Regions from separate parts of the Zea mays genome. Here all the other regions are linked to region 3. Evidence: chromatin contacts called from public Hi-C data. All regions are on one chromosome and are shown on one strand. The core of a region is the stretch at or near the end of the contact, and the rest is flanking DNA. Distances in the headings are between cores, read along the strand shown.

Region 1 (4,459 bases), core at 907-3,406, 290 kb after region 3:
AAGAGGAGATTGAAATCTGTCAGAAAGTTGAAAAACTCTGGAGTTATAACTGTGGATTATGTCCACACATCAAATAATCTGGCAGATCAATTCACTAAGGGTCTATCACGCAATGTGATAGAAAGTGCATCGAGGGAAATGGGTATGAGACCCATGTGAGATCTACTCTAGTGGTAACCTGCTCTATGCGATCGGAGATCCCGTGAAGTAGAGTGGAGAAACAAGCTAGGAGTAGATTGTGAGGAAAGATCCCTTCTTTAACTCATTTCTGATGCACATCTTTCCTATCTGTAAGGCAGGATGGTTTTTACCTTAATGTATTCCAAGAGTCTTATAAAGGTGAGATGTTGTCCTACAGAACATCTTCTGAGGAATACACCTATATGAGTCAGACTGCTGGTCACAGTCTATGGGACTTGGGTAATCCCTAAATACTCATGAAAGGCACTGAAGTGTGACTTATATGCTTCTAATCAGCGGGAATACCCTTTTGCAGCCTAGTATCAGCAAAGGATTTGAGTGAATCTTATTTCGCACAAAACTGTCAATTCAAGGCATAGTCCATTGTTCAGTTGTGAATGAGTGAAACTCTTATTCTAGATGGATGTTCAACTTAACAGTCTCCATCGAAACACTGGTATATCAAAGGATTGTGATTTTGATACTTCATCATTACAAACCCTAGAGTTTGGTGGGGATTGTTGGATCTTTTATGGGCTTGGCCCATTTATTGAATAAACTCTATGTTGTGAAATGGTGGAGAATACCAATAGTACCACATTGGAAGTCCAAGGGTCTTTTGCCTTGACTTATATGGTGGGATTTATTCCACTTAACTTGAGAAGTCAAGAAATGGACAAGGGCGTGCCACACGCGCACGCGCGCGCCGCCGCCGCCGCCGGCCGGGCCGGGCGAGGCGAGGCGAGGCAGGCAGGCAGGCAGGCGAGCGGGCGGGCGTGGTTGTGTTAATTTTTAGCACTCACTAACCGCGTATGTCAGCCGAGTGACCCTGTCTCTTCGTCAGCCAGCCGAGTGACCCTTCTCCTTCAGCTGCCGACTTATGGCGTGACTCGGCGAGAGCTGGCCGACTCATGGCATAACTCGGCTAGAGCTGGCCGACTCTTGGCGTGACTCGGCGACCTCTCTCCTTCAGCTTCCCTCTGCGAGAGGTTAAATAGAGGAGCTCCCCTGTCACTCGACACACACGAGAAACACTTTTCAGAATCACAGTTCAGCCGCCAAGTGAGGGTATTTCCATCTCGTGGCTCTGCGCGCACAGAGAGGCGAGAGGGCAGGTGCCTCCGAAGCCCTTGCCGTTCGAGACCCTGCTCGGGGGATCGGCAATTAGGTTTTTGGGGAGCGTCTACGCGACTGCCCAAACGTCTGTCGTTGTCTTCATCGCTGGTTCCTGGCGTCTTCATCTCGATCGGATGACAAGAGAAGCTGGACAAGGATCAGGATCCTCGGAGCGCATGAGAGGGTATGATCAATTCAGTTCGTTACTGTTTTATATTCTGCATATTATATATGTCGTATGTACCTCTGTTCTATCATGTTATAATATGTTATATCTGTCTGTCTTACAGTCATCCTGTTTATATTATTATCTGTTTATTTCCAGTTGCTCCACAATAATCCATGAACCATGCTTATATACTTATTTTATTTATATGATTTATATGCTTCATATGCTTTGTGTTCTCATGTTCCATATTGTTATGGATATTTTTGAGATCACGTTTTCTATGTTTGATTATCTATTATATGTCATCATCATAATGTTAATTTATGAATTAAAATGATACAGAAAATGCCTATAATTCTAACAGTGATCACATCGAGTTAGTTGCTTTTGGTTCACTCAGCTCCACCAAAAGGCAGTGGGCATATGTTGAGCACCAAAATGAGCGACAGACGGTCCGGTCCTGAGTCTAGACGGTCTGCGGTCCGAACGGTCCGTGCCGCGGCACCTGTACAGAGAGCACCACCGCTGTTTCCTGTTGAGTTATTGACGTTTCAAAAAGGCATCAACACAATCAAACATTTTAGATTGACTCTGTAAGCTTTGTGGATTAGTCCTCTCAGCGACCCCAGGTTGGGCGAGAGAACCGAACATGTACTATTTGGCCGCTCAAAGCAGAATATCGTACTACCAAAGACGACACAACCACCTCGTCCCAGCCGCCACGCTCACACGGACACGCCTGCCCCCAGCTTTCTTCCCGTTCAAACGCGCAGAAGCCCCGATAGGCCCAGACACCAGTGCTCGAGGGCAACGAAAAAAAAAGCACACTCGAGAACCTCCCAAAACCCTCGTCACCCGCCGCCGTCGCCGCAATGGACCGTGCCCCACCGCGCGGCGCGCCCCGCGACGCCGTCGGTCAGCGGTGGCTCGGCGTATTCGCCTTCCAGGCCGCGCTCTCGACCGCCGCCTCGGCGCTCTACCTCACGGTGTTCTCGAGCGGCCGCCGCCACCCGCTCCTCGGCGTCCCCTCCGGCCTCCTCGTCGCGCTTGCTCCGTTCCTCGCCTGCGCTGCCACGGGGCCTCTCGCGCTCGCGTTCCTCCTCTCCGCGTCCCCGCACCCGCGGCCTCCCCCACTGCCGCGGCGCGCGCTAGCAACCTCCCTCCTCGCCGCGGCCGGCGCGCTCTCCGTGGGCGCCGCGGCGGCGATGCTACCCGAGGACGCCGGGTGGGCGGCCGTCGCTGGGCTCGGGTTCCGAGGCGCCGTGCTTGGGACCATCTTCGCCGCGCACTATTTTGTCCGTCGGAGGTGGTTGCTCCAGTTCCCCGTCGTGCAGGTGAGTAGATTGGGTACAATTGTGGTTTCTCGTAGATAGAACAGTTTTGAGTGTTCTGAAATTCAAGATGAGCTGTAAATTTCGACACAAGACTACTGCAGTAATAGAGGTTGGAATTTCATGCTTAGGCATCGCATCGTTGTGCTTTCGGAGTACTCACTTAGGTTGGTACTAGTGACTTCTGTTGTTGAATGAACACATGCATTGGCTGTTTTTCTTTTGCTCTTGTGTGCTTCCCAGTTGCTGTTGTGCTCGGCAGCTTCCCCTACAATTTATTTTTGATTCATGTGTGAACTGGGAACTGATAAAACGAGGGTATTAACTGAAAACGGATCAGATGGGTGTGGGCGTGACTACCCTGTCTTATAGTTCTGGTGAAGATGCCGTCGGACGGGAGATAAACAGTGTGCTTATAAGATTAGAAATTTTGAGCCAGGATTTATTAAACTCGTTCAGCCAGCCTAGCATAGGCTTGCACTTATTCCATGAGTTGCTATGATCAAATTTGCACCCATACAGTTGGTATTCCTTCTCTTTATGTTGCCTGGGTGTGTCTCCCCACTTAGATCTGCTCAAATGCAGTGAATTGATAACTGATACATGATGGCTATTCATGGCATGACGAACTTACAAAATTAGTGATTCTTTGATAAGGCTGTTTGGTAATTTTAAGCCAAAAGTGTCATCTACTTGGAAAATAAGAGATGACTTTCTTAATCATCATTTATTTGTATTTGCTTGAGTGAGTAGTAACTTTTAATGTTAGCTTTTCCTCTCCAATCATTTAAGTAGTTGTTCAGTTGTCTTAATTTTCACTTCCTTTGTGTGCAGCGACCTCTATTCTATGGATTAAAGATGGGTCTCCTACCATCTGGAAACAGGGCTCTAAAGTTATCAATCCATGCCTTCTTGCTTTTCCATTTCCTAGTTTTCTTTCTTCCCTGGCAATTCAGAAAGGGAGGTTCTGTTGGAAGCCAAATACTTACTGAAATCAGTATTTTAATAGTGACTGCTGGTGTTTCCTTCTGTTTGGAAATAAACTATCATTTTGTCCAGGTATATTCTTCTTTGTGTCCCGACTCTTCAATCTTTGGAGCTTGACTAACTTGATTATGTTGGTATGTAACCAATTCCCCTTCCAACAAATTTCAGGTTGCACATACAAGGAGGTGCAGTTTCGCTCCACCTCAGAGCACTGCCGCTGCAGAGACAAATCCCACTGAATTTATTCTGGAAACTTTGGAACAAAGTGATCCACAATCATTGATACAATATCTTGCTTACCAAGATTTGTGTGTGGTATCTGAGTGTAACTTGGAACCGTGGCGCAGAGCTGCTTTCTTTGAGGAATCTGGTGAAACTTATAGAAGAATTGTGACAGCTTGTTTGAAGCCACTTGAGGAGTTTACTTCAAAAATTGCTGAAGCCCTTGAAGGTTTTTCTAGTGATCAGCCAGAATTGATGCTACAACAGTCCAGACTCTTTAGTGCATTTGATGATTCCCAGGTAAAGTTACATCATGTATATAATGACCTCTGTTGCATTTTCGGCCATGAGCTTTCTACTGTTATTTGTACGCAGTACCTTATAGGACCAACTCTGATAACCTGCTGTTAAATTATTTGTGCATCCAATTATTCATTCATGGTAAAATATTTAT
Region 2 (4,140 bases), core at 636-3,135, 340 kb before region 3:
CCATTTGTTCTTTCTACTTTCGCATCAGGAGAACTACAGTATGAGCAGCTATGCTCCTGTTCTCCCCTAGACTGTCAACTTTCTCGTGCGTCTTGGCCTTGAGATTGACCACAGATGGATCTGCCCCAAGTAGGTCGCACAAATTCGATCGGATTGTCTCCTTGAATGGGCTAATTTTTGGTTTTTGCAAGATCAGCGTAGCATCAAGGTTGCCCAGCTCGTAGCCTGCTTCATGCATCAATTTCACCTGAAATGACATGGCAATCCTAGGAGCTTAAAGTGTTGCATATTGAGACTTCAGGCACTTCAATGCTAAAATAGAAGCAATTGTTTTCTACAAGAGAGAACAGACATGCTCAGTTTAGATGTAAACACCCTGCATATTGTTTGAAGGGGCAACAAACAGTGTGTAATGCTAAATAAGTGACGCAAGACAAATGTCACTAGTCAACGGGTTTATATGCGTATGGGGAAGATTTCTGTCCAACTCAAGTACCAATAGTAAATGTGCGGTCAGAGTTCTATGCACGTGGCCCATGCCTTGTACGAAATCTAAAACGTGGAATACTTTCTGCCCTTGAAGAGAACAAAGGTCAAAACACATTTTGCAGTCAGCAACTCGTGCAAGAACTGCCAAGACATTTTGTGACGTAATAACGACTGAGCATCTAATGGTTCAGGAAAAATTGACCAGCGAAACAGTGAGCAAGCGGGGAATGAACTATGGCGTTTTCAAGGATGTTCTCCGCTCCAAATACCACAAGGCTGTAAGTCTTGTGGTATTTACACATGTTACACTTTGACATAAAATTGTAAGTCTATAACAAAACCAAACCGAGCAGAAAAAATAAGTATAAGCACCATGATATGCTATATGATGTGAAGTTATTCACTCAAAAAAATTATGTGGAATTACGAACGGTTTACCAAATTTTAGGTAATCAATCTATAGTATGCTCTGATAATTAATCCAGAACTTTAAGCAACCGTCCAATTTACACATGATATCAAAATCCTGACATGCTTCATATTAATCATTAATCAGTAGAGATTACCCAACAGTTTTCTGAAACCTCCAAAATTTCTCTGAGACTCTACATTTTGTTGATACCATGCTACTTATACAAAATACCGCAGATCCTAACATGAGAAACAGGACGAAATTGATTGAATCGAATGAACCAGAGATAACGCACTAGAAAGAAGAGAAACTCACAGCTTCCCTCATGAACACCGAAGAATCGGCGCCCTTCCAACGGGGGTCGGAGTCCGGGAAAATCTGGCCGATGTCTGGCAGCCCCAGCGCGCCGAGAATCGCGTCCACCACGCAGTGCAGCAGCACGTCGCCTGCACGGGGCGAAGAAACAAAGTTCCCAAACGCGAGGTCAGAAACGGGACCACGCAGGAACCATAGAGGGCAGTGGCGGCCGCAGGAGCGCGTACCGTCAGAGTGAGCCTCGCAGCCGCGGTCGTGGGGGATGTTGATGCCGCCGATGATGAGCGGGAGGTCGGGCTCCAGGCGGTGGAGGTCGAAGCCGTGGCCCACGCGGAACGGTAGCGCGGGTGGCTTCGGCGCCGCGGTCAACGCGGGCTGGTGCTCCGCCTGGACGGCGGCCGCGGCTGCCGGGGACGGCCTCGGCCGGAGCCGCAGGGATGGCTGGGCGGACGGAGGGCAGGGCCCGGCGCGGATTCGTGGCGCGGTGGAGATGGGGGAGGAAGCCAGGAAGAGGGAGGAGGCGTAGGGCGCGGTGGCCATCGCGCGCCGCTGCTGGTGCTGGCTTGGTGGGCGAGATAGCGCAGTGGCCGAGTATTTTTTGGGATGCTCGGGGGAGAGGAGACCGGGAGAGCGCGAGGACGAGGAGGAACCGAGAAATCCTTGCGTTTTTAGGGCCTGTTTGGTTCACTACCTCAGTTGCCACACTTTGCCTAACTTTTCTACCTAAGGTTAGTTATTCAATTCGAACGACTAACATTAGGCAAAGTGTGACACATTTAGCCACAAACCAAACAGGCCTTTAATGTGCCGGAATTATTTGCGCCAAGGCGAAGTGAGCATCTGGAGTTGGAGATGCGATGGCGTGGCGGCACCCGCAGTCGGAGGAGAAATTCTCAAGCACTCCAGGTGGCTTGCTGCCCGGCTTTGACCGAAATTAGCACGGTGAAAGTAATTTGAAAAGGCCACTTCAAATAACCTACCCACCCTCTACATTAATATGATTGCCTGGCAGATGTCCTACCCAAGCAATTTTCGAAAAAAAAACATACTCACCCTTGGAAACGAACTCGATGCCAGAGTAGCCAGACTGCTGATACAGCGACAAAAAAATGTGGCAAGTACAAACTCGCTGGGCTGCTTTGACATTTCATAAATTCAAATGGTAGTGCTAACGCACAAGTCTCCTTTACATTGTGAATTTATTTTCCTTTTACACGTGGGCAACAACACCTGATGCACTACAGACGTACATAGGAATTGCAAATGTTTGAGGGTTGGTCCACCAAACCAGCCCTGAAGGGGGAAGATAAGCCGCATTTTACAGCGCCATGATCGCCTCAACTCCTCAAATGAAACTTTGCACACATGCTTTCTCAGACGGAGCGCACAAGTTCCGTATCAAGAGGGCCACCAGAAACCAATCAGAAAGCTGAACTCAACAAAGAATGGGAAAGGGAGCAACCGGCATTACCCAGATTCTCCTTTCATCTTCCCATTTCCAAGGACAGCCTTGATCTGAAGCAGCATTTCACGAGCCTAGATGGCCGAGCTTTTGGGGATAGGAAAGGCCAGGAAGGGTGCACGCTTCCTGGCAAAAATTATATGTACACACATCAGGCCGCAGACCAATATCACCTTTCAGAAGCCTACTGCACACGGCTGCACCCTTAGGCTGGCCGCACTCGCAAACGCGAAAAGGTACCGTAAATATTTAGAGTAGACTGAAGCCCTGCACTCGCGAACTCGAAAGTCATCCCTACCGTAAATTTGCTCTTCTCTTACCTCATATCCAGCGTCCTCTCTCTCCTACCCTATTTTCTTCTCTTTCGTGCACGTGGCCAACGGCTCCATCTCCCGCCATGGGACGAGAGAGGGGGGAATATTAAATTGGAAATAAAAATTGTAGTGGTTGGTATAGAGTAGAGATATAGGGTAAATATGGCTGCAGATGATTTTAGTATAGGGTAAAGAATCTCGCTGACCAGGACAGAATATTCCTTTTAGAGTAGAGAAATAAGGTAAAATGAGTGCGGATAGCCTTACACAATCGTCAGCCGAAGGCATGGAGCTAGCGAGAAGCACAAAAGGTGCAAACGCCTCCTTCATCACTCATCGGTGCTACTACGCCAGGGCAGGCACTATCCTCCTGAGGTCTGTCGAACTGAAATTATATGCCGAGAGACCTGGCCACACTACTCGCCTTTAATCCTGGAGTAGTCATGAACTTGTCTGTAGATTGTGGGAACAAAAGAGGCGGCGGGACAGCGAGGAGGGCACACCTTACATGAAAGGCGCGCTCGTCGCTAGAGCTGAACTTCTTGAGCTCCCTAGCCCAGGTCCATCAGAAGCGCTGTATAAGGACAACAACTTCCTCTGTGTCAAAATGCATAGAGCACAATTCAGTTCCTTTTTTTTACGATTGAGAATAAGAGAAATTGCATCCTGATTAGATGATCCAACTATACTGCACGTGCATGCCTAGTTTAGTATACAAATAGTTTCCCAGTGCTGAGGCACTTGGCTAACCTGGCGTACTTTACAGACTAGTTTTTCACTGAAGAGTGAAGACTAACGTTCGGAAGATTAATCTGTGTAACCTGATAAACTGACCACAGATTAATCTTGTGTTTTGTCCCTTAATACAATGTGGAGGGATGAAAACGGTCGGAAACGGTATTTATTCGGTAATCAGTTTTTAGTCGTTTTTCTTTGGTTGCGAATAAATAGGATATAGAATCTACAATACAAAATTGCATTCTTGTTTTTAACATCCAGCTTGTAAAGATTCATAAAAGGTAAACCTAAAATTCATTCTATATTTTCTCAAATAATATATATAAACTTCGGTATGGATTCGGAAACAAATTCGGTAATTTTTTTAACGTTTTGTGTTGTAGGGAGCAAATAATACATAAAACAATTTA
Region 3 (4,215 bases), core at 1,050-3,549:
CAGTCTGAACTATCCTGATACTATAAACAATTATAAATTTAGAAATTTTAGCGCTTCTATGTGTATATATGTACATATACATGTTTGAAACTACACAATTCTATATCTTTTATAAACATATCAAGCAACACCTTGCGCGGAGCGCGAGCAATTTACTAGTTGACATTATGTTTAACCTATTTATGGAACCATTTACCTTCATTCAGCTAGCACAACACTAGCCTGAACTTCCTTGGTGAAAACTGGACCTTTTTCTCAAGTTCACAAAAAGAGTGTTCAATTCAGGACTGCATGTTTGCATTGGAAAGTGATAACATAGATCACCAATTATATATCGATTTAGCTTAAGTTCCAAGGAATTTTCAAATAAAGACGAACTTATTCTAAATTCCTCATACATGCATTTACTAAATACTGTATTTAGCACTTATAATCAGCACATACAGAAAAAGAAAGCAGCTCGTGTCCTTGTGGATAATTCATAATAGATGCGCAAAAAATAGCAACTTCCAGGCTTCATAGGACTAAAAAAATTAGGTTACCATATATGGTAATACTGACAGAGTTAGCTCTGTATGAATCTTCAGTAAAGTTGTACAATTACACTACCTCATGCCAATGTGTAACAATGTGCGTGATAGTCTTTATACCCCTTTTGGATGTAGATGTTCAAGACTGGAATTGGAAATAGGAATTCTAAATTCTGCTGTTTGGCTGGCTAAAGAATTCAGAGCTGGAATTAAAGTTCAATTCCTTGGAATTGAACTTTAACTAAAAAGTGTCTCTCACAATTCAGATCCAAGATTCTAGGTATTGTATGGAATTGCAATTCCAGATACACCCAAACAACATATTTGTATTGAACCTCATTTCCAATACTAGACAGATAAGGTATTGGATCTAATTCAATACCAACATCTCCAATATCTACATCCAAACAGACCCTTAGTTAAATCTAAATTTATTGACATAATCAACAGAAACTATATAGAAATGAAAGCATCAAACCAAAGATCACCATGATACCAACCTTGTCAGACCCTAAGAAGCTGGACCTTGTTCTCAAAGGCGATGGCCATCCAGTCCGGGTGCGCGGCCGCCCACTGAAGTTGGTTTATTTCGGCGCCTGCATCGTACACTAGCACAGGATCAATCCCCTCGGCGGGTACAGCCGCCGCCGTCTCAGGCAGTTCCCAGATCAATGCTTGCCCGTCGTCCCCAGCCGAACAGAGGTGCCTAGTGGCTTGCGGCGCCCACGCGACTGCGTTGGCGCACGCCCGGTGCCGGTGCAGCTCGGCCACCGGCACCCCGGGCGCACGTATGTCGAGCACGACGACGGCGCTGCTGTCCATGAGCAGCGCGGCCATATAGCGGAGGTCAGAGCGGTTCCACGCCAGCCTTAGTAGCGGCGTGTCGGGGCGGGGGCTCTCGTAGACGATGGTGGAGTGCTCCTTGTCCCGAAGGTCGAAGACGCGGACGGAGCCGTCGGCCGATACGGAGGCGAAGACCCCGGCCTCCCCCCAGGCGATGTCGTGCACGGCCTTGTCGTGCGCGATGAGCTGCGTCTCCACGACCCCGCGATCGATGTCCCAGACGGTGCAGGTGGTGTCGATGGAGGCGGTCCCGATACGGCGGGGCTCGACCTCGTTCCAATCGAAGGAGGTGAGGGGTGCGCAGAACTCGGAGGAGGCCTTGCGGTTGTCGAGAACGGAGCGGAGCTCGGGCGCGGGGGCGGTGTCGGAGAGGTCGTCGAGCGGGGTGTGCCAGATGCGGAGCGTGTCGGCGGAGGAGGCGAGGAGGGACGGCGCGGCGGCGCGGGGGTTGAACTGGAGCTTGGTGGGTGGGTAAGGGTGGTCGAAGGAGAGCGCCGGGAGGGCGCGGAAGGAGGCGGCGGAGGGGCGGACGGGGTCGAAGGAGAGCAGGGAGACGCGGTTGTGGAGGTCCTCGAGGAAGCTGCCGGAGGCGAGGACGGGCGCGACGGGGGAGAAGGCGAGCGCGTAGATCGAGTGCGGGAGCTCGCAGGTGAAGGCGTGCGGGTTCGGCGTCTCCGGCCCCGACGACGAGGCGACCGAGGACGGCGGCTTGGGTGGGTCCATTGAGTGGAGAATTCGGGTCGATAGATGTGGGGGCGAAGCTGCGCGGGGGCCGATCCTGCTGGGACTTGAGAGGTGATAAAAGGAGCGACGCGCGCGTGCGAGCGGTAGGTAAACGGCGGCCGGGCACGGGGGTTGAACGATGCGGGCGGCGGCTCGCCGGGCTGAGGACTGAGGTTGTGCCGTTGTGGTAGAAGTGGAACTGGAACGTGGGATGACGTGGGTAGAGTTTACCAAAAACCAGTAGTCAACGAAAACGGTTTACCTCTAGGAAACCGACGGTTTTTGCTAAAACTGAACGATTTAAATTTTAAATTAAAAAACTTTCGAAAATCTGTAAATCAACAAATCAGTAAATAGTTAAAACCCGGTTTTCGTCAGTTTCTAAATTTTTCGACCGGTTTATATTCTTCAAATTAAACAAAAAAATGCTGATTAATTTTTTACCGGTTTTTCGTTGTTTTTACAAAAATGCTGATTAATTTTAAAAAAATAAAATTAAATATAAGATGTACCAGGAGAACACGTGGTTATATCATATTTTTTATTTTTTTATAAAAAAAATAAAAAAATACGTTTTGGACGAATTTTTAAAAGTCGACTCGAAAACGTTACCGATAATGGGAATCTCGACCGGTTTTTGTAATCCTTCCCGGCGACGAGTCAGCCGTCGTCTGGTCAAAGTTTGTTGCCCATGTCACCGGATCCCTGGTCAGGTCATTTCGTGGACTGGGAATCTTTGGTTCGTTTCTAGCGCCGGGGACATGAGTTCGTCGACGTCGACTCCATGGTTCATTTCTAGCGCCGGGGACATGCGCATCTCATCCTGGCAGGATGCGCATGCTCAGATAACTTTGATGAAGAGCACGTAATCGACGAATAACAACAACACATCCTTCACGATATTCGATAAGGCTTGGGCAACAAACAGGCATAAGAAGCATACAACATTAAGCGAAACAAACCACATGATGAGCATAAATTAACATCAGAGCCACTTAAATAGAGCACGTTTCTCTATTACTAAAGCAGATAGGTGTACAAGAAACCTGAGTCTATAGGCAGACTTTTTTTTTGAATAACCAAGCATCAAATGTCATTGTATTCCGACAAGTCAAAAAACTCATGGCGACATTACTCTCACGAGCGATCTTCGAAACCATCTCCTTATTCATGTGATCTTAGCGCTGGGAAGTGAACAATGCGCGGCTGACAATACCAGTGGCCTCAATGTAGCGGTCAACACAACGTGATATGCAGCTGCTCTCGCTTCCACTCAAGCTTGATCCTGGCTTGGTCACGCACTTTTCAAAGCACTTGTTCCCGACGGTCTGCAAGACAGATCAACACCACCTGTGAGCTTAAGAAATTTCACCATATGAAATGGCAGGAATTTCCTAGATTCATCCTTTTGCGCTTTCGTGTGTAATCTTTGTTTATTTAAGTTTGTAGAGGCAATCAGCATCATCCTATTTGTTTTTTAATAAAAACTTGGCAACATGTGGAAAAAAGACTGGCAATTTCCTAGATACATCGTGTTGTCCCCTCAGGGCTGTGAATCTTCCAAGGCAACTAAATAGTTTTTAAATTCGCTCATGTGACCCCCAAAGAAGAACTAGTCAATTGTTCGGGCTCAACACATTGCACGTGACCCAAGGCGAAAAATTAATACTGGTGGCACAGAAACAAGGAAGAAACTTCCAATATAATTGGCTAATTGCATGTATACTGCTTGTTATGTCATCGTTTCAGGCTGAAAGCACCGCCTCAACAAAAAAATACATTTTCCTCAAAAAAAAATACATTCACTCCATTATTAAACACAGCTGAAGAAGAATCAACCATGGCCAAAAGGTAAACCAAGCTGATATCAAAAGGATAAAGGCACACAGAATGATAAATGCCTCCGATTGGGACTTGGGGGACAATCGGTAATTTTGGATCTCATAATACTTGGGGGTTTGTTTTGTTTCCAGGTTTTGTGTGAGCACTTTCAAAGATGCATAACAAAATGTCAATTGGAATTGAAACCTAACACCATCAAAGCTTAGGCTATTCTCCCTGATTTTGGTTATTGTTGTAGCTTTGCCATCCTGTTGAACTAGAATTTATTTTGACCCAA

Evidence for each region. A called contact is a pair of places that touch in the nucleus more often than the background predicts.
Region 1: a contact with region 3 is called in a Hi-C map of tassel, with 2.4 times the contacts expected there. The contact joins the promoter of LOC103628806 here to the promoter of LOC103627556 in region 3. A contact is called at or near these places in 2 of 25 Hi-C or Micro-C datasets (ear and tassel).
Region 2: a contact with region 3 is called in a Hi-C map of ear, with 1.8 times the contacts expected there. The contact joins the promoter of LOC100276918 here to the promoter of LOC103627556 in region 3. A contact is called at or near these places in 2 of 25 Hi-C or Micro-C datasets (ear and tassel).

The regions. Positions count from the first base shown.
Region 1 is chr5:204,801,666-204,806,124 of Zm-B73-REFERENCE-NAM-5.0, forward strand. LOC103628806 reads left to right here and starts at 2,157. Exons shown (of 4, transcript XM_020538638.1): 1 at 2,157-2,799; 2 at 3,631-3,855; 3 at 3,952-4,305. The coding sequence starts at 2,338.
Region 2 is chr5:204,170,598-204,174,737 of Zm-B73-REFERENCE-NAM-5.0, forward strand. It overlaps LOC100276918 (methyl erythritol cyclodiphosphate synthase2), which reads right to left and starts at 1,886. Exons shown (of 3, transcript NM_001150613.2): 1 at 1,444-1,886; 2 at 1,217-1,347; 3 at 1-247. The coding sequence starts at 1,756. The coding sequence ends at 14. It overlaps LOC100280329, which reads right to left. Exons shown (of 10, transcript NM_001361060.1): 9 at 3,496-3,589; 10 at 2,336-2,804. The coding sequence ends at 3,497.
Region 3 is chr5:204,509,870-204,514,084 of Zm-B73-REFERENCE-NAM-5.0, forward strand. LOC103627556 (protein TRANSPARENT TESTA GLABRA 1) reads right to left here and starts at 2,300. Exons shown (of 2, transcript NM_001323373.1): 1 at 1,031-2,300. The coding sequence starts at 2,096. The coding sequence ends at 1,035. LOC100285351 (pale aleurone color 1) reads right to left here. Exons shown (of 2, transcript NM_001158243.1): 2 at 3,046-3,424. The coding sequence ends at 3,275.